Linked DNA regions of Mus musculus: regions 1, 3, 4, 5, 6 and 7 are each linked to region 2. A link is a contact called in public promoter capture Hi-C and targeted proximity ligation data. All regions are on one chromosome and are shown on one strand. The core of a region is the stretch at or near the end of the contact, and the rest is flanking DNA. Distances in the headings are between cores, read along the strand shown. Region 1 holds the start of Atg2a (autophagy related 2A). Region 2 holds the start of Rps6ka4 (ribosomal protein S6 kinase, polypeptide 4). Region 3 holds the start of Znhit2 (zinc finger, HIT domain containing 2). Region 4 holds the start of Pola2 (polymerase (DNA directed), alpha 2). Region 5 holds the start of Snx15 (sorting nexin 15). Region 6 holds the start of Capn1 (calpain 1). Region 7 holds the start of 2700081O15Rik (RIKEN cDNA 2700081O15 gene).

Region 1 (2,700 bases), core at 22-2,521, 600 kb before region 2:
CAGGACCGGGTTTCTCTGTGTAACCTTGGCTGTTCTGGAACTCCCTCTGTAGACTAGGCTAGCCTGGAATTCAAAGACTGGCTTGGTGTATGTCCCTGAGGGAATCCTCACTTTTGTCTAAATGTCTGAATTTGGGAAAAGGAATTTCTTGGGGACCTGACAGAATTTTTAAAAAGAGAGAAATGGGTGTGTGTGTGTGTGTGCCTTCAATCCCAGATTTTAGAAGCACAGGCAGATGCATCTCTGATTTCAAGGATAGCCTGGTCTACAGAGCGTTCCAGGACAGCCAGGCTACACAGAGAAACTTTGTCTCGGAAAAAACAAAAAACAAAAAAAGGAAAGAACAAGGAAGAAGAAAGAAAAAAAAAAGTGGAAACAAATAGTGCCTTTTTAGGGAGTTGTTAACAATAATGGATAAGATAAGCGGCTAGGAGGAGTGGGGAGAGGGGTTTTGTGGAGGCAAACTGGGAGGAATAACATTTGAAATGTAAATAGATGCCTGGCAGTGGTGGTGCACGCCTTTAACGCCAGCACTTGGGAGGCAGAGGCAGGCTTTAGAGGCCAGCCTGGTCTACAGAGTGAGTTCTAGGACAGCCAGGGATACACAGAGAAACCCTGTCTCGAAAAACATACAAACAGAAATGTAAATAGATAAAATAACAAATAAGCAAATGAAAAAAGATAAAGGACTAAAGCAAGTTTCATAGGGCTGGGCGTGATGATGTATGCACGCCTTAAATTCCATCATAGAGAGGCAGAGGCAGGAGGATCCTATGAGTTCAAGGCCAGCCTGGACTACAGTGTGAGTTTCAGAACCGCCAAATACAGAAAAGCTTGTCTCCAAAAAAAAAAAAAAAAAAGTTTTATAAAAGTGCAAATGTGCATTTGTTGCCAAAAGATAGACTGCAAAATTCGCACTGACTTTACTCCTCTGATAAGCTTGTCTACAAATTGGGTGAGTCACTGTTCCTTTAAATTCTTCCCAATCACCTAAAAAAAAAAAAAAAAAGTTGGACAAATCGGCACATGCGCACTCTTCCTGGCCCGGACTGTCGCCCTACGGTTGCAGCCTTTCCGCAGCTTGAAGCAAGGAGGTTAAAGGTCCTCCCACTCAGAATTTACGCGCAAGCGTAAACTACGATTGGGAGCATTTCATCTCGCAAAGAGCCCAGTCCCTTTTTCGCTCTTCAAGGCTCCGCCTCCCGCGGCCAATCAGTGGGCCTCGCCCTTCGCAATGACCAATGGCAGCGAGCGTGGGGGCGTGGTTGGGCGTCCGGGGGCGCGGCCTGGCGCTGAGAGAAGCGGCGGGGCGAACCGGGGGCTCTAGTGAACAGCACAGCCGGACCGAGATCGCCGGCTGTCGGCCAGCGGAAGCGGCTCGGGCCCGGCGGTCCCCGAGATGTCACGATGGCTGTGGCCATGGTCGAACTGTGTGAAAGAGCGTGTCTGCCGCTACTTGCTACAGCACTACTTGGGTCACTTCTTTCAGGAGCACCTCAGCCTGGACCAGCTCAGCCTGGATCTGTACAAGGGCAGCGTTGCCCTGCGGGATATTCACCTGGAAACCTGGGTGAGGAGGCAGGGCAGAGGTGGGATGGTGTGGAGAGAGGGAGCACGGGCCAGCGAAGGGTCCTCGCGGAAGGTTTGGGCTGGAGGACAGGCACCGTGTTTGGAGAGGCCAGTGGGTCTCGACCGCCTCCGCCAGGCCCCCTGGCTGGCCCGTCACCACTTAACCAGAAGCTAGGAGAGAAGTCTCTGTCTTCACCTCTCTAGGAGAGACAGACTAGGAAGTGAGGTGTTACTTTAAAAAAAAAAATGTCACCATCATCATACGGAGTTTGGGAGAGCTGCTTGGGGAAGGGGATTCCCGGGAGCTAGGGGAGCAGAGAGATGTTGTGGGGAGCCAGGCAGTAACAAGAGCTGGAACTAGGGTAGTCAGGGAGGCTTTGGGGGTGTTAAGAGCCCTGCCAGGGGCACCTGTAGAAAGATGTGTCCTGACCTCCTCACCCCATGATCCTGGGCATAAGGGGTGGAGATCGCCCCCGGATGTGGATGTCAACAACAGCGTCACTGCCTTCTGTGTTGATCCACACCTCGTGTGACTGTTGCTGCTCTCTACTTCCTGCTTTTGGGAGAGTGGGAGGGGCCTAGCTTGGGTTTAGGGAAGGACTTGGTCTCTGGCATCTCTACCTGGAGGGCAGCCCTCCAGGAGAGGTGTAGAGGTTTAGCTTCAGGCTAGCTGGGGTGGGGGATGGGAGGAGAAGCTGGGCCTGATGCTCAGGAGGTCTGAGGCCTAGGGTATGGAGTTGAGCAGGAGGCTGGGGGTGGCAGGTGAGGGGCATTGACTCACAGCTGATGGCTGGGAGTAGCCAAGGAGCCACCAATTAGAGGCTCCAGCTAAGGGCTGGTATGGGGTCATCCTAGCTCCAAGAGCAGTAGAATGGGCATGTGGCAGGGCTGGCCTCTTTCTCTTTTCTAGCTGGCCTATGGGTCTGCAGCTTCACTTAGAAAGAGCTAGAGGTGAGCCATGCCTTTGGGAACAAATATGGGTTGAAGAGATGGTGGCATCTTCTAATGGCCTGGTATAAGAGGTGTCTGACCTTCGCCTCTTAAACCGCTCAGAAAAATATCCAACATCTGGGTGTTCCCTTTTTTTTTTTTTTTGCTTTCAGCCAGAATGCCTTCTCAGTCCACTCTCTT
Region 2 (2,700 bases), core at 48-2,547:
GTAGAGGTGAGTGAACATCTCACCACCGCTCACGTAGTCTGGGAGTGAGGAGACGTTGAAATGTTTCCCTACAAGGTAGCCTAATCTAACTCCCGTCCCTCTCCAAAGCTGAGATGTGACAGGCCCTCACCCAGGATGAGGTGCAGCTTGGCATCCGTCTGGAAGGCGTAGTGCAGTGTGACCAGGAAGGGTGCTTGGCGAACCAGCTCCAGCACCGAGCGTTCGGTGCGGGTATGCTCCTGTGTCTTCGCGCGCTGCACCAACGCCGCCTTGCGTAGCACCTTCATGGCATAGAGCTTGCCCGCGTCGTGCCCACCCGTCTTCCGCACCAGGAACACCTTCCCATAGGCTGTGGGAGCAGCAAGCAAGCGGTTGGAAGGTGGGCTGTAAGTGCGAGGGCGGTGCAGACTGGTGGGAAGGGGGGTGCAAAAGGCTGACAGAGCCTTCTAAGGAGAAGGTGAGCCCTCCCTGGAGGGTGCTCGGTTAAGCCTGAAAAGCAATTTGCAGTGCAAACTAGCCTGGGGAGCTTGCAACTCCAGAAGGCCTGCGGGGCGGGGAAGGGGCGGGGCACGTGCAAACCTGGGATGATCAAGAGAGCTGAGAAAAGATGAAAACGCTGGCACCGGAGGCAGAGGCGCGCTCCCAGTCAGCGGAGGGATGTGCAAACCCGGACTGGGGAATTTGCAAAATACAAGAGTGGGGCTCGCAAGGGAAGATGGGGAGAGAAGCTGTGCAAAGCTCTTGGGAGGGAGTCAAAACCCCAAAGAGGCTAGGAAATCGCGGCAGGGGGCACGCACGCATAGGACTTTGCAGAGAAGAGTCCTGTCAACGTGGACGCCCGGCAAGTAGGCTCGGAACCCTGGTACGGTAGGGCGGGGCGGGCAAGGGGAGCTATGCCGGGAAAGGGTGGGGGGACCTCCCCAGCAACCAGGCCCAGGCCCAGGTCCAGGCGAGTGGGCGGGCAGAAGGCCCAAAGCACCATGCCAGTGAAAGCGGTTTCTCACCTCCCGTGCCCAGCACCTTGAGCAGCGCGAAGTTCTCCACGCTCACCTTCTCCTCATGCCCGGTGAGGTTGGCTGCGGACACAGGGGGGCGAGTGAGCCCAGAGGGTCGCTGACTCTTGCCACCCGTCCGGGAGAGCCGCCTCGGGATCCGGCACCCACCTTCGGTGATCTGCAGCTCCACGGCGCAGCCCTCGTCCTCATCCTCGTCTCCCATGGCGGGCGGGTCGCTGGGGCCCGCGCGGCTGGGGCTACGGGCGGCGCCGGTTACATGGCGGCTCCGGCCGGGGCGGGTGCTTCCTGGTGCCGCCTCTGGGGCCGAGCGGGCGCCGGCACCGCCTCCCGGCTCCCAGCCCGCCCCGTGCGGCCTGAGTCAGGCGGCTGGAACGTGACGGAGCGGGGCTGCGGGTGGGAAGCATCAGACGGTGGCAGGGTCTCCTGGCCCCGGGACCAGTGAGAGCCGTGCAGGGCCTTTGGGTGACATGTGGCTGCAGCTGGAGTAAGCCTCCTAGCCAGGTGTCTGTCCAGCAGGATATGGAGGACACTAGAGGTCTGTGTCCCAGGATTTGAGGAGGGCTGCCCACCCAGGCTGATGGAGCCCTCCCTCCCACGTGGCAGCCTTGCCTCTTCTGCTCCTCTTAGCCAACAGACACAAATCACAGCCCACTTCCTTCTTTAGGACCACTCGTTACACTCGTTAAGCTCAGCAAATACACTGGAGATCTTTATATTCCCTGGACACAGGAGCCCTAGGCTCTTGATGCTGGGCCGGCAATGGGCATCCTGAGAGTACACTTCAGAAACAGGAAGCCACTTTACATGGGTAAAGTTGCTTTTGCCCCAAAGGAGACCAACTGAGTTGGATGCCTAGTTCCCTCCCACATGGTAAAAAGAAAGAACCGACTTCCACAAGCTGCCCTTAGATCTAAGTGCCTGCACCTACATACAATGCAAACATATGGCATAATATAAAATAAATGTAATTTCAAAAAGAATTAAAGAGGGAGCCTGCAGGGCTGATTGCACAAGGACCCCACTCCACCTTTCCCAGGGAGCCCCACCCTCCCTGGGGCAGCCTCGGGTGCCCTGACTCACATCCTGCCACCCAGCCTAATTGTCCCTGTATTCGTTTGCTTCTTTGTTGCTGTGATAAAACGTTCTGACTTAAAGCAGCTTGGGGAAGGGGCAGTTATTTGGTTTGCAGGCTACAGTCCATAACTGAGGGAAGTCAAGGCAGAAACTCAAGGCTGGAACCTGGAGATCAGAACTGAAGCAGAGACCATGGAGGAGCACTGCTTATGATGAGGAGCACTGCTTATGAGGAGCACTGCTTACTGACTTTCATCCCTTGACTTTTTCAGCTAGCTTTATTACATAACCCAAGCCCATCTAGCTAGGGATGTATCACCCACAGTGACTTAGGCCTTCCTATAATCAATTTGCAATCAAGAAAATGCCTCCACAAATATGCCCATGGGCTAATCTGCTGGAAGCAGTCTCTCAGCTGTGAGGTTCCCTCTACCTAGGTGTCTAGTTTGACAAAAGAACTATGACATTTCACCCCGTCAGCTCGTCTGTGTTAAAGCATAGCCTTTCCTTTCTTATTTGTCCTTAAGGTCTCATGCTAGCATCCCAATATTTTAAGAAGGTAGCATACACCTTTAATCCCAGCACTCAGAAGGCAGAGGTAAGTGGACCT
Region 3 (2,700 bases), core at 3-2,502, 780 kb before region 2:
CAGATCACCCATCTACCCCTCTATAGACCTCATAATGCTTAACAATACAAACTAAATTTCAACACAACTTGAGGGAAAACATTGTTTTTTTTTTTTTGTTTGTTTTTTAAGATTTATTTATTTATTATATGTAAGTACACTGTAGCTGTCCTCAGACACTCCAGAAGGAGTCAGATCTCATTACAGATGGTTGTGAGCCACCATGTGGTTTCTGGGATTTGAACTCGGGACCTTTGGAAGAGCAATCGGGTGCTCTTACCCACTGAGCCATCTCACCAGCCCACATTGTTGGTTTTTAAAAGAGATTTATTTATTATATGTAAGTACACTGTAGCTGACTTCAGACACCTCAGAAGAGGGCATCAGATCTCATTATGGATGGTTGTGAGCCACCATGTGGTTACTGGGATTTGAACTCAGGACCTCTGGAAGTAGTCAGTGCTCTTAACTGCTAAGCCATCTTTCCAGCCCCTCGTTATCGTTTTGTTGTTTTTTGTTTGTTTGTTTGTTTGATTCAGGGTCTCACATAGGCCCAGGCTGGCCTCAATTTGATATGCTTACGTGTTACGTATTTTGAGCTCCAGATTTGTTAAACATGTCGGGTTTATTCATTTATTTTTGTCTGTTATTATTATCAATAATATTTTTTCGAGACAGGGTTTCTCTGTGTAGCCCTGGCTGTCCTGGAACTCACTCTGTAGACCAGGCTGGCCTCGTAACTCAAAAATCCGCCTGCCTCAGCCTCCCAAGTGCTGGGATTAAAGGCGTGCGCCACCACTGTCCGGCCTGTTGTTATTATTTTGTTGGCCTTTTCTTTTTTCAAGATAGAGCATGACTATGTAGCTGTATCCTGGAAAGCACTGACTACAGGAACTCACAGAAATCAGACTACCTTTGCCAACGCTGGGATTAAAAGCGTATGCCACTACGCCCTGCTAAGACCCTGGTGTGTTGTTTGGTGGTGGTGGTGGTTAGTTTTGTTATTTAAAAGGTAGTTTATTTTTGTACAATTTGGTACAACCATAAAGAACAAACTGGGATTAGCGACATGATTTTCCCAAATTCGGCGAGCAAACCTGTTCCTTTGGAAGAGTTTGGACGACTTCTGCGCTTGCTCAAAGAAGTACTGGAGACACGAAAGTTACCGAGAAGTTTCGGAAATGTGCGGAAAGGAGGCCACGCCCGCCAACCACCCCCACACATAAAGGCGGAAATAACCAAAGAAGCGCCGGAAGTGGCGGAGCTGATACGGGACAGGCGGCACCAGTTTCCATGGAGCCCGCTGGGCTCTGCGGCTTCTGCCCGGCCGGGGAAGCGCTGCCTGCGCGCTACACCTGCCCGCGCTGCAATGCTCCCTACTGCTCGCTGCGCTGCTACCGGGCGCACGGCGCCTGCGCCGAAGACTTTTACCGCGACCAAGTGCTGCGAGAGCTCCGTGGCCGAAGCGCTTCGCCCAGCCGTCTGGCGGGCGCGTTACGCCGGCTGCGCGAACAACGCGAGGCCGAGGATGAGCCCGAGGAAGCAGGCCTCGGGCCCGGGGCGCGGCCGGGCGGCCTTTCTGGACTTTGGGAACGTTTAACGCCGGCTGAGAAGGCGGCGTTCGAGCGGCTGCTGAGCCGTGGCGAAGCCGGACGCCTTCTGCCTCCGTGGCGGCCCTGGTGGTGGGGCCGCGGCACCGGCCCACGTTTGCTGGAGGAGCTGGATCATGCCGCGAACAGAGATCTTGCGGAGCCGGAGCCCGCCCCTGCGAGGACCGCGCTGCAATCTGGGGATGATGCCGCTGCCGCAGAGCCATTTGCTGAAGACTCCTGTGCCGCCAGACCGCTAGCATTGCCTGCTCGCATCCCAGCACTGGCCAGTCTGAGCCGCAGCCCGGCATCGCCGCTGGTGCGCTTCCAGCTGCCCAACGTGCTGTTCGCCTACGCTCATACTCTCGCCCTGTATCATGGAGGGGACGACGACGCGCTACTCTCTGACTTCTGTGCCACCCTGCTCGATGTTTCTGGGGCCCTGGGAGCCCAGCAAGTCTTTGGCTCTACAGAGGAAGCCCTGCAGGCCGCAGCCCACGTACTGGAAGCGGGCGAGCACCCACCTGGGCCCCTGGGTACGCGGGGTGCTATGCAAGAAGTTGCCCGAATCCTGCTGGGCGAGGGTCCAGTCAATCAGAAAGGCTACACTCTGACAGCACTGGGGCACCTAGCTCAGACCCTGGGACGAGCCCGGAAGCAGGCTGTGATTGGTGGAGAGCGAGATCGACTTTACCGGGCTCGGAAGAAGTGCCAGTTCCTGCTGGCTTGGACCAACGAAAACGAGGCTGCCCTCACACCCCTGGCGCTAGACTGTGCCAGAGCCCACCGAGCCCATGCTGTGACAGCTGAGGAGATGGCAACGCTTACTGGAGAGTTAGAACGGCTTTGGGGAGGCCCAGTGCCACCCACTCCAAGGACTCTCATTGAGGAACTCCCTGGCTGAACTGGGTATCCATGTCATTAATAAAGATGTGTCTGGTCTGCCCGAATGTCAGCAGTGCCTTTTCCGTAAAGATAGTGCCCTGTCCTAGGCTTCTCTTGAAGTTACTGTGTAGTTGAGGATGACCCTGGAACTTTGATCTGTCACCCACCTGGACAGTGAGAGGTTACAGGGGTTAACCACCTTGCTAATGTACACAGTGCTGAATAGCCGAGGCGTCCTGTGTGCTAC
Region 4 (2,700 bases), core at 6-2,505, 880 kb before region 2:
GCCCCAGGGCACAGAATCTTCAAAAGATTTCAAGTTCTTTTAAAAAAATGTATATATTATTACTTTATGTGCATTAATGTTCTGCCTGCATGTATGTCTGTGTGAAGGTGTCAGATATTGGAGTTATAGCAAGCAAAGCAGACAGGATGGCACTAATTCAGCTCTTAGCCTTGAATTCTCTATGATCCTCCAGGCCTCAGCCTCCCACGTGCTGGGGTAACAGGCAAGCCCACTTATACTACGGTTTTATTTCCTACAGTAAGAATTTCAAGGGGTACACACACTGCTATTCTGACACTGATGCACACATCTTCCAGGAGAGATGTGTGATTTAAATCTTTACCACTGGTCTCTGTGGAGCAATAGGATGAGGCACTGTACTCCAGAGCAAAAGTCAGGGGTCGGCACACAATCAGGCAACTAAGTCTCCTTGCCCATGTCCCTCCATCTATAAAGAGAGGGAGCCAATAAGCACCTTGAAGTTTCTTCCAAAGCTAAAATAAAGGACTAGGATCCACCTAGAGGAATTCCTATTTGCACAGATCACTAAAAACTCTGATGAGCAGGGCATGGTGGTGTACATCGTTAACCCCAGCACTCGGGAAGCAGAGGCAGGCGATCTCCGTGAGTTCAAGGCCAGCACAGTAATCTACATAATGAGTTCTGGGGTTACCCAGAAAGACTCTGTCTTTAAAAACCAAACAAACAAAAAAACCTCTAATGAGAAAAGTCATTGAGCAAGAGATGACTAGGTATGAGATGCAAACGGTTCCAATGTCTCCTATTGGTAATGTCACCTGTTGTTTAGTCGGGACCCAATAGGTACCACACAAGCATATAGAACTTGGAAGCGATCCTCTCGGTTCGGGACTCACGTTTCTCCAACAGGGAGTCCTCGTAGTCCAGGCCGAAGATCTGTAGTTCCTCCGCCAGCTGCTGGGTGGACACGGCCATGGTGACCCGGGAGTGGCCGGGCGCCTGCCGCCGGGCCCCGACCTCAGCTCTACCCTGCAGACGCTTATCCTTTCGCTTTACCGGAAGGTGACAGGGACGTGTCACGAGACCACCTGGCCTAAGCCCTCAAACGACCCCAGCCACCAGGTCACAGAGAAATACTTCAAAAGCCCTCGAGAGGTCTCGATCCAGAGAGAAAACTTGCTTCCGAGGACTACACCTTAGCTTCTCCGTGAGGAGCACAGCACAGGAAAAACCCGCCAAACGCTTTGCCTAGCGCGCGCTTGCGCGAGGTTCTGCTCGGGCCCCGCCCTCCCCGCGCACGCGCCGGTCCTCCCACTGCAGCTGCGCAGAACGCGCCTCTGCGCGTCACTCCGCGCGGAAATTGAGAATCGAGACCCCGTACTGTGGCTGTTTCAGGAGTCGCCTGTTCTGCTAAGCTCTGCGATGCTTGTTTGTCCCTTTTTTTTTACCCTTGGCCAGGAGGCGCTGTTTGTCTGTATCTTGCAGTGACTGACACGTGTGTCCAGCACGGCCCTGGAAGGGCACGTTAGCTCCTTCCTCCCCCACCTCAGCATCTCCATCCTGCTCTGCCTTGGTTCGTCCTGATCTAACGCTTTCGTAGGGAATGTGGTTATTATAGCTGTTATGATTGTCAGTCACGGGGATAGCGGGAGGGCAGGTCACTGAAGGGGGAGTGGTTAGAGAGTAAAACAAGGAGTGCATTCTCTTCTTGATGTATTTACCAAATTTTCGAACCAAAATCTCCATTGATTTGGCTTAGGTCAATTGATCTGTGACACCCTAAGAATGGAATGGAAGACTGGCAGAGCCTTTAAGAAAAAACGGTTTGAAGCTAGGCCTGGTAGCACACACCTGTAATCTCAGCACTTGGAGGCTGAGGCAGGTCTCTGCAAGTTCCAGCCAAGGCTATACAGAGAGACCCTAACAAGCAAGCAAGAAACACCAAACAGGACTGCAGAGATGGTTTAGCAGTTACGCTTACTGATCTCACAAAGGACTTGGGTTTGGTTCCAGCACTAGTGTGGTGGCTCACAGCTGCCTCTAACTCCAGTTTCAGGGGACCTGAGACCTCCTGACCTCCACAGGCTCCTACAATCACATGGTGCACATACATACACTCAGGTACTCACAAACACCCATTTAAAACCATGCCGCTAGCCCCAGCACTAAGGAAGCAGAAGCAGGAAGATTACTGAGTTTAAGGCCAGCCTGGTCTACAGAATGGCACCCAGAACAGCAGGGCCACACTGAGAAACCCTGTCTCAAAACAAAAACAAAGTGTGTCTGTGTGTTTAAAGGCTGATTGAACTTCAACTTTCTCAGTGAACATCGTGGCTCAAAGCTTCAATCTCAATATTTGGGAGGCTGAGGTGAGATATTAACACGAGACTGCAGCCGACTAGGCCCACATTTTAAGTCTGTCCAACAGAAAAACAAAACAAAACAAAACTTTACTGGGTTTTCACACTAGTAGCAGGAAGCACTGGGCTGGGCTGCAGGAATTTAGCCACCAGGTGGCAGCAAGGTCACACAACACTACGATTTAGTCCCTCAGTGCTGCCACACATCATTAACATCTGAGGCTTATGGCCTTTCTGATAAAGAGAGGTAAGATTTAAATACAGCCTCACAAACCTTGAACCAATTATCACCCATTTCTAGAGATTAGGGGTGTAGCACACCTGGCAGAGTGCTTGCCTGGCGTATCTAAACCTTGGGTGT
Region 5 (2,700 bases), core at 151-2,650, 710 kb before region 2:
AGAGAGTTCTCTAAAATGTGGGAGGCCATGAGTTCAACCCTAGCACTGGAAAAAAAAAACAACTCTATGCATGTGTAAGGCATGTGACTAGATCTAAAAGGCTAACAGGAAGACATAAGGGTTCTGAATGCCTTGTCATCCTTTCTACCCTCCGGCATCTTCCTAGAGACAATTATTATATTTGTATTTTTTGGCATGAAAAAGTAAACCCCCGGAACACTCTTGACGTATCTAAGACTCTGACTTAGATTGCTTTGGGAGCGACTTGTATGTGTTTGCTTCCTTTTAACAGTCGACAAGCCACTAATCAAACAGTTGCCAAGTTGAAAAAAATTTAAGTACAAGAAAATATATAGTCAGTCTTTCCGCAGCAACCCGGTTTCTCCCATTGGAGACCTCCATAGTTACCTTGGGTAAAATTCTAAAAGCATTCTTTCATGCTGATGTTTCTACGAGCTCATTCTAAGTTTTATTGTTACAAACACCAATTTCAGCTTATTGACTTCCTTATCTGTTAAGACCAGTCTTTTTTTTTTTTTGCGTGAGTTTTTAAAACCACACAAATTATATATATATAATATATAAATAGTATAATAAAATTATATGTGTATATGTGTATATACACACACACATACATTTAAACTTTTAAAGAGCTTTTTTTATAGTTGGTCCTGGTGGTGCACGCCTTTAATCATAGCACTTGGGAGGCAGATGCAGGAGGGTCTCGGTGACTTCCGGGCCAGTCTAGTTTACATCGTGAGTTCGCAAAAGCCAGGGCTGTCTCAAAAAAAGAAAAGATAGATAAATAAAAAGGTGGTGGTGGGGCTTTTACGGATCAAGCAGGGAAAATTACCAAAAGTTACTCTAAGCGATTAGAGAAGGAATATTTAGGTTAATCCGGAGTTTTCTTGCTTTGAGAAATTCGTAGACCGCATCTAGACATCACCAACAACAGAGAGGGGGTACCGGGCCAAGCGCAGAGCCAAGCTCCACAGACTTTAAAAAATGACCCTTAGCCCCGCCCCAGGAGGTGAGGCGCCTTAAATCTTCTGTCTCAGGCGCCTCTTAAAGGGGAAATCTATTTGTGTAGGCCAAACCGCGACCTCCTTGAAGCTCTTTGCCTTTAAGGTACAGCACGGATCCGGAGCTGCTTAAAAGGGTAATGCTCCCCCGCTGGGTCCCACCTCACCTGAGCGGTTACTTTGTACTCTGTGTAACCCTTGGGGTGGGTCCTAGGGTCCGAGACTGTGTAGTGTCGCAGGAAGTCATCCTTCGCTTGGCGCGACATGACAGCGGAGCCGGTCGCCGGCTCCTCCTCCTGCACGTCGCCCCCGCTCCCCGCGTGTTGAGCCTACTGCCACTGCCAGGATCCGGCCTGCGCCCTTCTTCAGGCCCAGGGACCTAGTCGCAAGTGACACAACCGTTCTTGGCTTGGGGGCGTGGCTAAGGGAGTGTCTGACAAGTTCTAGGTCATTGGTAAAGCGGAGTTCTAGGTAGAGACTAAGGATTGGTTGTTTGGGAGAGGATTTACCAGCTGGCATCCTGGCATGTGATTGAACCCACTTCCCCCTAACGTAAACCCTCCTTACAGACCTCCGAAACGTTTCTTTATTTATCTTCTTTACACTCATCCAGCCTCTTATTTATGAATTATTTTAAGCTAAGATCTCTGCTGTGTTGACCAACTTCTGGGCTTAAAATATTCTCCTACCTAAGCCTCCTGAGTATCTGGAACTTCAGGTGCTTGGCATAGGGTCTAACCCATGCAACTTTTATTGTGTTCAAAATGTGCCTAGCAGAGCCAAGTTCCCTGCCTCCCTGTGCGGATTGGGGGGTGGGGGGAACGACACACACTGACATTTTCTGATGCTGAAAAAACTGGATAGTGACAGAGGCTCTGAAATCACAACACTTACACGTATTTGAATTCCCCTTAACTGCTTCAAATTTGGGGAGGTTGGACGTTGAGATGATCTCATGTAGCCCAGTTTGGCCTCAGACTCTCTATGTAGTTGAGGCTGGCCTTGGATTTCTGACCCTCCAATTTCCATCTCCCAAATGCTGAAATCCTTGGTAAGCATTACATTTCCCTCTTGTAACTGCATGCATCTAGTTTTTCATCTATGGAAAGTGGTACCTGACACAGTATCTTCTGTAACAGATCAGATCAAGAGGCATGCTGGCACAACACAGGGATAGCGAAAACCCAACACCAATTGATCAAGGCCAAATTGGTGTGGAAGATTATCACTAAACATAGATTGCAGCACATCCCACCACTACCAGAAATCCCATCTTCAAATAGGAAAGAGTGGATAAAAGAACCATTAAGGGTTGGAGAGATGGCTCAGCGGTTGTGAGCACTGACTGCTCTTCCAAAGGTTCTGAGTTCAAGTCCCAGCAACCACATGGTGGCTCACAGCCATTCATAATGAGGTATGACGCCCTCTTCTGGGGTGTCTGAAGACAGCTACAGTGTGCTGTAAATATAATACATGTAAATATGTAAATATAATAAATAAATAAATCATTAAAAAAAAGAACCATTAAAAAATCTGAGGTGAGATGGCTCAGCAGTTAAGAGCACTGACTGCTCTTCCAAAGGTCCTGAGTTCAAATCCCAGCACCCACATGGTGGCTCACAACCATCTGTAATGAGATCTGACTCCCTTTTCTGGGGTGTCTGAAGACAGCAACAGT
Region 6 (2,700 bases), core at 196-2,695, 830 kb before region 2:
TCCCTGGGTGGGGTACCCTTCATCTCCCCTCCGCTTACAGAAAAGACCCAGGAATCTGGGCGAACCAGCACCTATGCTGATAGTCAAAACCTGTCTGGACCTGCAGGAGGGAGGAGTTGGGGCAGTGCCCAATGGAACGGGAACGGAGAACTACAATGGGGCAAACGCCCAGAACCCCACCCCTGGGGGCCTACCCAGTGCTCCCTGGCAGATGTCTGTCCGGGTGGCTCCATCCACGATGAACTGGGGGTTTGACATCAGTTCCTACAAGACCCACGGTCATGTTCCTGGGCCAGTCCCTCCTAGAAACTGGTACCCAGACACCACGAATAATGGGGGGGCCCAGTCCCATTGCCCACCACCATCAGAACCAAGTTCCACCCAGAGTGGCCCTCTTACCGTAGGCCGCTTCCATTTGATGCCATAGGTTTTAGAGGAATGAGGACCCAGTTCCTTGAAGCCCAGGCTATGAGAAACCGGAGGGAAGGCCTCGTCTTGGAAGAGGACCCCACTCTGCAGGCATCTTGCCCGAAGCGTTTCATAATCCTGGCCCAGGTACTTGATGGCGTTTTCATGGCGGCCCAAGCCCAGCTCCTTGTCCCGCTTCTTCTGTACTTGGGCTGACACCCCGGTGCAGTACACAGGGGTGATTAACTCCTCTGTCATCCTGGGGAACACATGGGCCTGGTAGAGATGCAGGCCTTCCCAGGGATAAAACACAACTGCCTGCCGACATTCTCCTGGACTCATTCCTCCCCAAACATGGGTCACTGCTCCCTTTACAGTGCCTGGGACTCTCAGCCACCTTGTTGTTAGGCTCTCAGAATCTGGAAAGGGGTGTCCAGTTTCTAGGTATCCTGGTCACCACCTCTCTTTTCCCTATTCTTACCGCCCAGAGGTGACAGTTTGGTATCAGCCATCCAGGCAGGTAGGATAGGGTGGAGGCCAGCCACAGCAGCAGAGCAGAGGTACTCCAGGTACGATCCCTGACACCATTTGCCTGCCTGTAACTTCCCCTCCACAAAGCTGCCAAGCATCTAGTTCATTTGCCCCTTTCCTCGGCTTAGGAACTGAAAACTCCACGCACTGATGCCTTTCCACAAGCTGAACATCAGAGCACTGGACACTGGCCCAGCTACAGCGGACAGGTTGAGCTGAGCGCCTGGGTTGAGCTGCTTCCGGACCCTTAACCCTCAGGCAAACACACAGAAGACCTGAAGCAGGGGCTGATCAGCGACAGCCCCCTAACCCCAGAAGCAGTGGCCTGGGTCAAACAGTCGTAGTCTGGACACCCAACTTCTTACCTGGGGAAGGGGAGTTTGGGAGATTGCTGCGGTCCCTGGGGCTGGCTTCCTTGGTGGCAGCTCAGGGCAGGGCCCAACCAGGAAGAGCGCTCCTCCCTGCCCTCCTCCCTGCCCTCCTCCCCGCCCTCCTCCACCGCCCCTCGGCCCTGGTCCCTCCCTCCCTGGTCCTCCACCTACGCCCGAGGCTCTTACCCCGCTCCCTCTAGGCTCTCCCTTATCTCCCCCGCAACACTTTTTTACTATCTCTTACTTAGGGTGTCTTTCAGTCCCCTCCCCCCGCCCCCTTCCTCTGCAGACTCTAAGCCAGCTCTGCGAGAGGACAAATTGGTAAATGGCAGAGTTGTCTCCCGGGAGGAGCCGGTCGCCGGTCCGGGTGAGAAGGGTTGGACTGGGACAGAAGGGCACCGCCGGCCAGAGAGAGGGTAGGGCAAGGGGTATTTTTAACTAGGGCCGCAGCTCGAGTTGCAGAGCCGCCGGCCCCACCCTATGTCGCCCTCCGGGAAGGTACTGGGGACGATCCGGCTCAGTGACGCCGCCAACACAGTCCTCCACCCGCCTCCTGCGCCCCCGCGTGCCTCTGGGTTGCAGCTGTCTTCCAGCCCAGCCGGCGCTCGGCGAAGCAGGGATTACCTCTGGTGGCTGCAACTGCTTGCTGGAGCTGCCCCTGGCTGGATGAGAGCTGACTTCTGCCGGACGCTAGACAAACGGTAGCCCCACCCCGGCCGGTCCCTGCCGCAGACCCGCTGTAGGGCTGAGCCAGCTCCCCACCCCCTCACCTTAGGGCGCAGGCCTGCAGAGCTAGCACTCCGCCCTAGCGGTCTTTGCGCACACCCTGCATGGCCTTAGGTAAATCCGTGCCTCGATTTCCCCAACCGTGCAGAAAAAAAAGAGGGACAATGGCCTTAGCCAATCTTTGTGTAGCATTCTGGCCTTCTCTTTCAAGTAATTGGTCTGCGCACCTGGGATCAGCTCCCTTGTGGGGGTTACCTGACCCGGGAGAGGGCAGCAGAGGCCCGGAACACCAGGGCAGGCTCACACAGGACCTGCAGATCCCCCTGGGCGCACTACAAGAGTTTGGAGCATCAAGGATGCAGAGGGATTGGAGCGGTCCCAAGGCTCTTCACAGTTATAGAGGTCACAGCATGGCCGATCAAGCTACATAAGATGGACAAGCATTCATTGAATAGATGGTGCTTTTCTTGGGATTCTAGGCACCTCGACACTCCAAAAGTTAAGAGCTGACTGCGTCTAACTTTCGCACCTGGGCGTTATGCTCAGCTGGGCATGAGCTGATGAAGACGCCTCTGCCTTCATGGTTAATGGAGAGGAAGGGTTGGTCCACACACTTTCCCCGACTGAAGCCTCATCTAATGCAGGTGTCAGTAAAGGCAGGAAC
Region 7 (2,700 bases), core at 141-2,640, 580 kb after region 2:
GTGACTCTTGTCCTCTTGGCATATACACTTCGGAGAATGGTTTCCTGTGGGTCGGGTAATTTAATAGTTTCCTTACTCCCAAGGGGCTGAAACTGTTTCCTTTTTATAAACTGAGGATGTCTAAGTTACCCGCATTAGTAGCAATCTTGTTCACTGCTGCATGTCCAGAGTGTCAGCTCTTGTAGCACATAGTAGGTGTTAAGTGTGAGAATGACTCCATGAATGGTGCCTTCTTTGACTGTGGTGTGCCTCCCCGACAGGGAGGGAATAAAACCCACTTCTAGACCCTCATGGTCTCTGGCATCCTGTAATTTGGATCTCCAGGCCTCTGCTTTGTTGTGGACGACTAACCAAAGGCTAAGGGAGGACCTGTTTCTCCAGCTGGCCCTGGCAGGACCCCAGGTTGCCTCGACCCTACAACCTTTCGAGGTTCCTTCTCCAGGCTTACCGGGAGCCTGAGACCTGAAGGTGTCCCTCGGCCGAAGCCAGAATTCGCCCCAGGGTTTTCCAGCCTAGGGATGCGAATCTCCAGCTGCCCATCACCAGGATCCCAGTCCCTTCTTTGCACCTTCGTCCTGTGCAGGAGCCCGGGGCTGAGCGGAGTGCCTCACCCGGTACCTATAGGCCTGCGGGGGCAGGAGCCTGAATCACCGCCGCAGTCTCCCTCTCTTTCCGGCTTCCAGCCCAGGGCCACCTCTGTTTCGGAACGCCGGCTGGCCAGGCGCAGCGTGCTAGCTCTCTTACACTCCTCTGCGCGCCCCTCTTCCCGGCTTGCGCTTTCGCGGCCGCCGCCCTCACTCTGGCCGGCTCCAGGGAAACCTCGCCCCGCCGCCCCTCCCCGGTAGAAGCCAGAGCTGCCAGCGCTAGCCCCAGGCTCCCGCGGGAGGGGGCGCGGCAGCCCCCACGGCTCCACCCTCTCCGCGGGGCCGCGGCCATCTGGGGCCCCTGCCAGGCGCGTCTGCTTGGGGCCCGCGCCCAGCTCCTGCGGGAGGACGAGGCACCCCGGAGAGGGGAACGGTGCCGCCGCACCGGGCGGTCCCCTGCTAGCGGGCTGCGGAGAGCCGCGCTCGGAGATGCCCCGAGGGGGCGGTGGCTGAAGCGCGTCGCAGCGGACTGGACACGGGCGCCCCTGGTCACCTCGGCGACTCTTTACCAGCCGGAGCTGCAGCTGCGGACGCGGCAGGGCGGACCCACGAGGGCGCTGAGGACCGTGCTCCCCGCGTCCGTAACAAGCGCCCGTTGCGGACTTGCCACCTCCCGCTTTCCCCGCACCAGCCCCCCGCGAGCTGGCAGGAGGAAATTGCGCGCGGCCCCTTTAAATTTACCCAGGAGCCCTTAAAGGAGCCCCAGGGGCCCCAGACAGGAATCCCCACCCCGGTCCAGCCCGCGCTGCCGAGCGAGCAGTCAGCCGTCCGTGCGGCCGGCCGCCCGTGAATGCGCCCCGCGCCCGGGGGCCCCGCGCACCGAGCGCCCCGCGTGCGCCGCCGCTGGCTCCGCGGCCCCGCGCCCCGCCGCCCCGGGGCCCCCGCTCCGCAGCGCAGCGCATGGAGCCCGGCGGGGACCACCGGAGCCGGAGCGGCGGCGGCAGGGGCGGCCCCGGGCCCGCAGTGACCTCGGCACGGGGCCGACGGCTGCCGCCCACCGCAGCGAGCGGCGGCACGGAGCCCGAGGAGGACGACGGCGGTAAGATCTGGGGCCGACGACCGGGGGTGGGGGGCCCCGGCGTGGGGGAGGGGAGGGCTGCGGCTCCGGGCCCCTCTCGGCCGCCGAACAAAGCGGGGGACGAGCGCAGGGCGGCTCGGGGCGCCACCTGGTGGGCGCAGAGAGCAGCTACAAGGCCCGCGGGGCGCTCCCTGCCCGTGGCGGGGTCTGCCCGCCGGGCTGGGGCGGATCCCTGCTCCTTAAAGGGCCCCGCGTTGCTCGTTTTTTGGGGGGGGGGGCAGCGACGTGGGAGTCGAGGTGCTGGAACTTGCGGCTCCCGCCCTTTCTCTTTCACACTCCCAGGTGGTCTGTCTTTTAAAGGCTTCCCAGTCCCTCTGTCCCTTTCTGAGGCTTTCCCCAGAGTAGCATAGCTCGGGATTCCGCTGTTCTCGGTTATGCCATCCCTTTCTGCGTGGCCTTGCTGGAGACGTGAACTCTTCCCTTCACGGTTACGCTACGAGAAACAAAGCGCAGCCTGCGTCCTGGGGGCCCCCGTCTGTCATACCCCACGTCGGGAAGGTCTTAGTGAGGGATGGGTTCGCACACGAAGGTGGATGCCCCACCCGTGCGTTGTCGCGTTTCAGAATCGATTTTGGCCCCAGTTTGTCAGCTGTACCAAGACCTGCCGGCCCTAGTTGGCCCTTAAAACCAACTGCTTTTTTTTGTCTCCCTTCTGTAAGGTTCATTGCCTTTAGATCAGCGGAGGTTCCATCCGTACTAGGGAGAGTGCTCTCTACTCTTTGAGCTCCTCTCCCTATAAGCCCCCGCCCCCCACCCCCCCTTTTTATTTTTTTGAAAAAAATCTCAGCTCCTCCTTTTTCTTTCTTTCTTTCTTTTATTTTTTTCTTCTTTCTGCTCTTAAAGGGCCAGTCTGCCTTAGATTTAACAGTGGTCCTGCACTGGAAAGATGCTTAGTAGGATGCTAGCTATTCAGTCAGTGCATTTGCAGACAAAGGCGTATAGGCCCAGAGAGCGGATGTGACTGACCTACCAAAGGTC

What was found. Promoter capture Hi-C pulls out the DNA fragments that hold promoters and counts their contacts.
Region 1: a promoter capture Hi-C map of hippocampal neurons shows a contact between it and region 2, with 4 times the contacts expected there. A contact is called at or near these places in 5 of 39 promoter capture datasets (the 3T3-L1 cell line, hippocampal neurons, liver and 1 more) and 2 of 130 datasets of targeted methods (extraembryonic endoderm stem cells and pancreatic cancer cells).
Region 3: a targeted proximity ligation map of pancreatic cancer cells shows a contact between it and region 2. A contact is called at or near these places in 2 of 130 datasets of targeted methods (memory CD8 T cells and pancreatic cancer cells).
Region 4: a promoter capture Hi-C map of liver shows a contact between it and region 2, with 2.8 times the contacts expected there.
Region 5: a targeted proximity ligation map of pancreatic cancer cells shows a contact between it and region 2. A contact is called at or near these places in 1 of 39 promoter capture datasets (neural stem cells) and 2 of 130 datasets of targeted methods (bone marrow-derived macrophages and pancreatic cancer cells).
Region 6: a contact with region 2 is called in a promoter capture Hi-C map of liver, with 2.3 times the contacts expected there. A contact is called at or near these places in 1 of 39 promoter capture datasets (liver) and 1 of 130 datasets of targeted methods (pancreatic cancer cells).
Region 7: a targeted proximity ligation map of pancreatic cancer cells shows a contact between it and region 2. A contact is called at or near these places in 1 of 39 promoter capture datasets (liver) and 1 of 130 datasets of targeted methods (pancreatic cancer cells).

The regions. Positions count from the first base shown.
Region 1 is chr19:6,240,397-6,243,096 of GRCm38.p6, forward strand. Atg2a (autophagy related 2A) reads left to right here and starts at 1,272. Exons shown (of 40, transcript NM_194348.3): 1 at 1,272-1,570. The coding sequence starts at 1,400.
Region 2 is chr19:6,839,330-6,842,029 of GRCm38.p6, forward strand. It overlaps Rps6ka4 (ribosomal protein S6 kinase, polypeptide 4), which reads right to left and starts at 1,298. Exons shown (of 18, transcript NM_019924.2): 1 at 1,164-1,298; 2 at 1,005-1,076; 3 at 131-349; 4 at 1-38. The coding sequence starts at 1,218.
Region 3 is chr19:6,059,955-6,062,654 of GRCm38.p6, forward strand. It overlaps Znhit2 (zinc finger, HIT domain containing 2), which reads left to right and starts at 1,253. Exons shown (of 1, transcript NM_013859.2): 1 at 1,253-2,514. The coding sequence starts at 1,273. The coding sequence ends at 2,472.
Region 4 is chr19:5,962,951-5,965,650 of GRCm38.p6, forward strand. Pola2 (polymerase (DNA directed), alpha 2) reads right to left here and starts at 1,256. Exons shown (of 18, transcript NM_008893.3): 1 at 876-1,256. The coding sequence starts at 954.
Region 5 is chr19:6,126,860-6,129,559 of GRCm38.p6, forward strand. Snx15 (sorting nexin 15) reads right to left here and starts at 1,401. Exons shown (of 8, transcript NM_026912.2): 1 at 1,190-1,401. The coding sequence starts at 1,288.
Region 6 is chr19:6,013,802-6,016,501 of GRCm38.p6, forward strand. It overlaps Capn1 (calpain 1), which reads right to left and starts at 1,446. Exons shown (of 22, transcript NM_007600.3): 1 at 1,305-1,446; 2 at 400-667; 3 at 195-264. The coding sequence starts at 666. Gm10814 (predicted gene 10814) reads left to right here. Exons shown (of 5, transcript NR_045783.1): 2 at 428-555; 3 at 1,068-2,011; 4 at 2,516-2,682.
Region 7 is chr19:7,416,235-7,418,934 of GRCm38.p6, forward strand. 2700081O15Rik (RIKEN cDNA 2700081O15 gene) reads left to right here and starts at 1,391. Exons shown (of 5, transcript NM_175381.6): 1 at 1,391-1,683. The coding sequence starts at 1,545.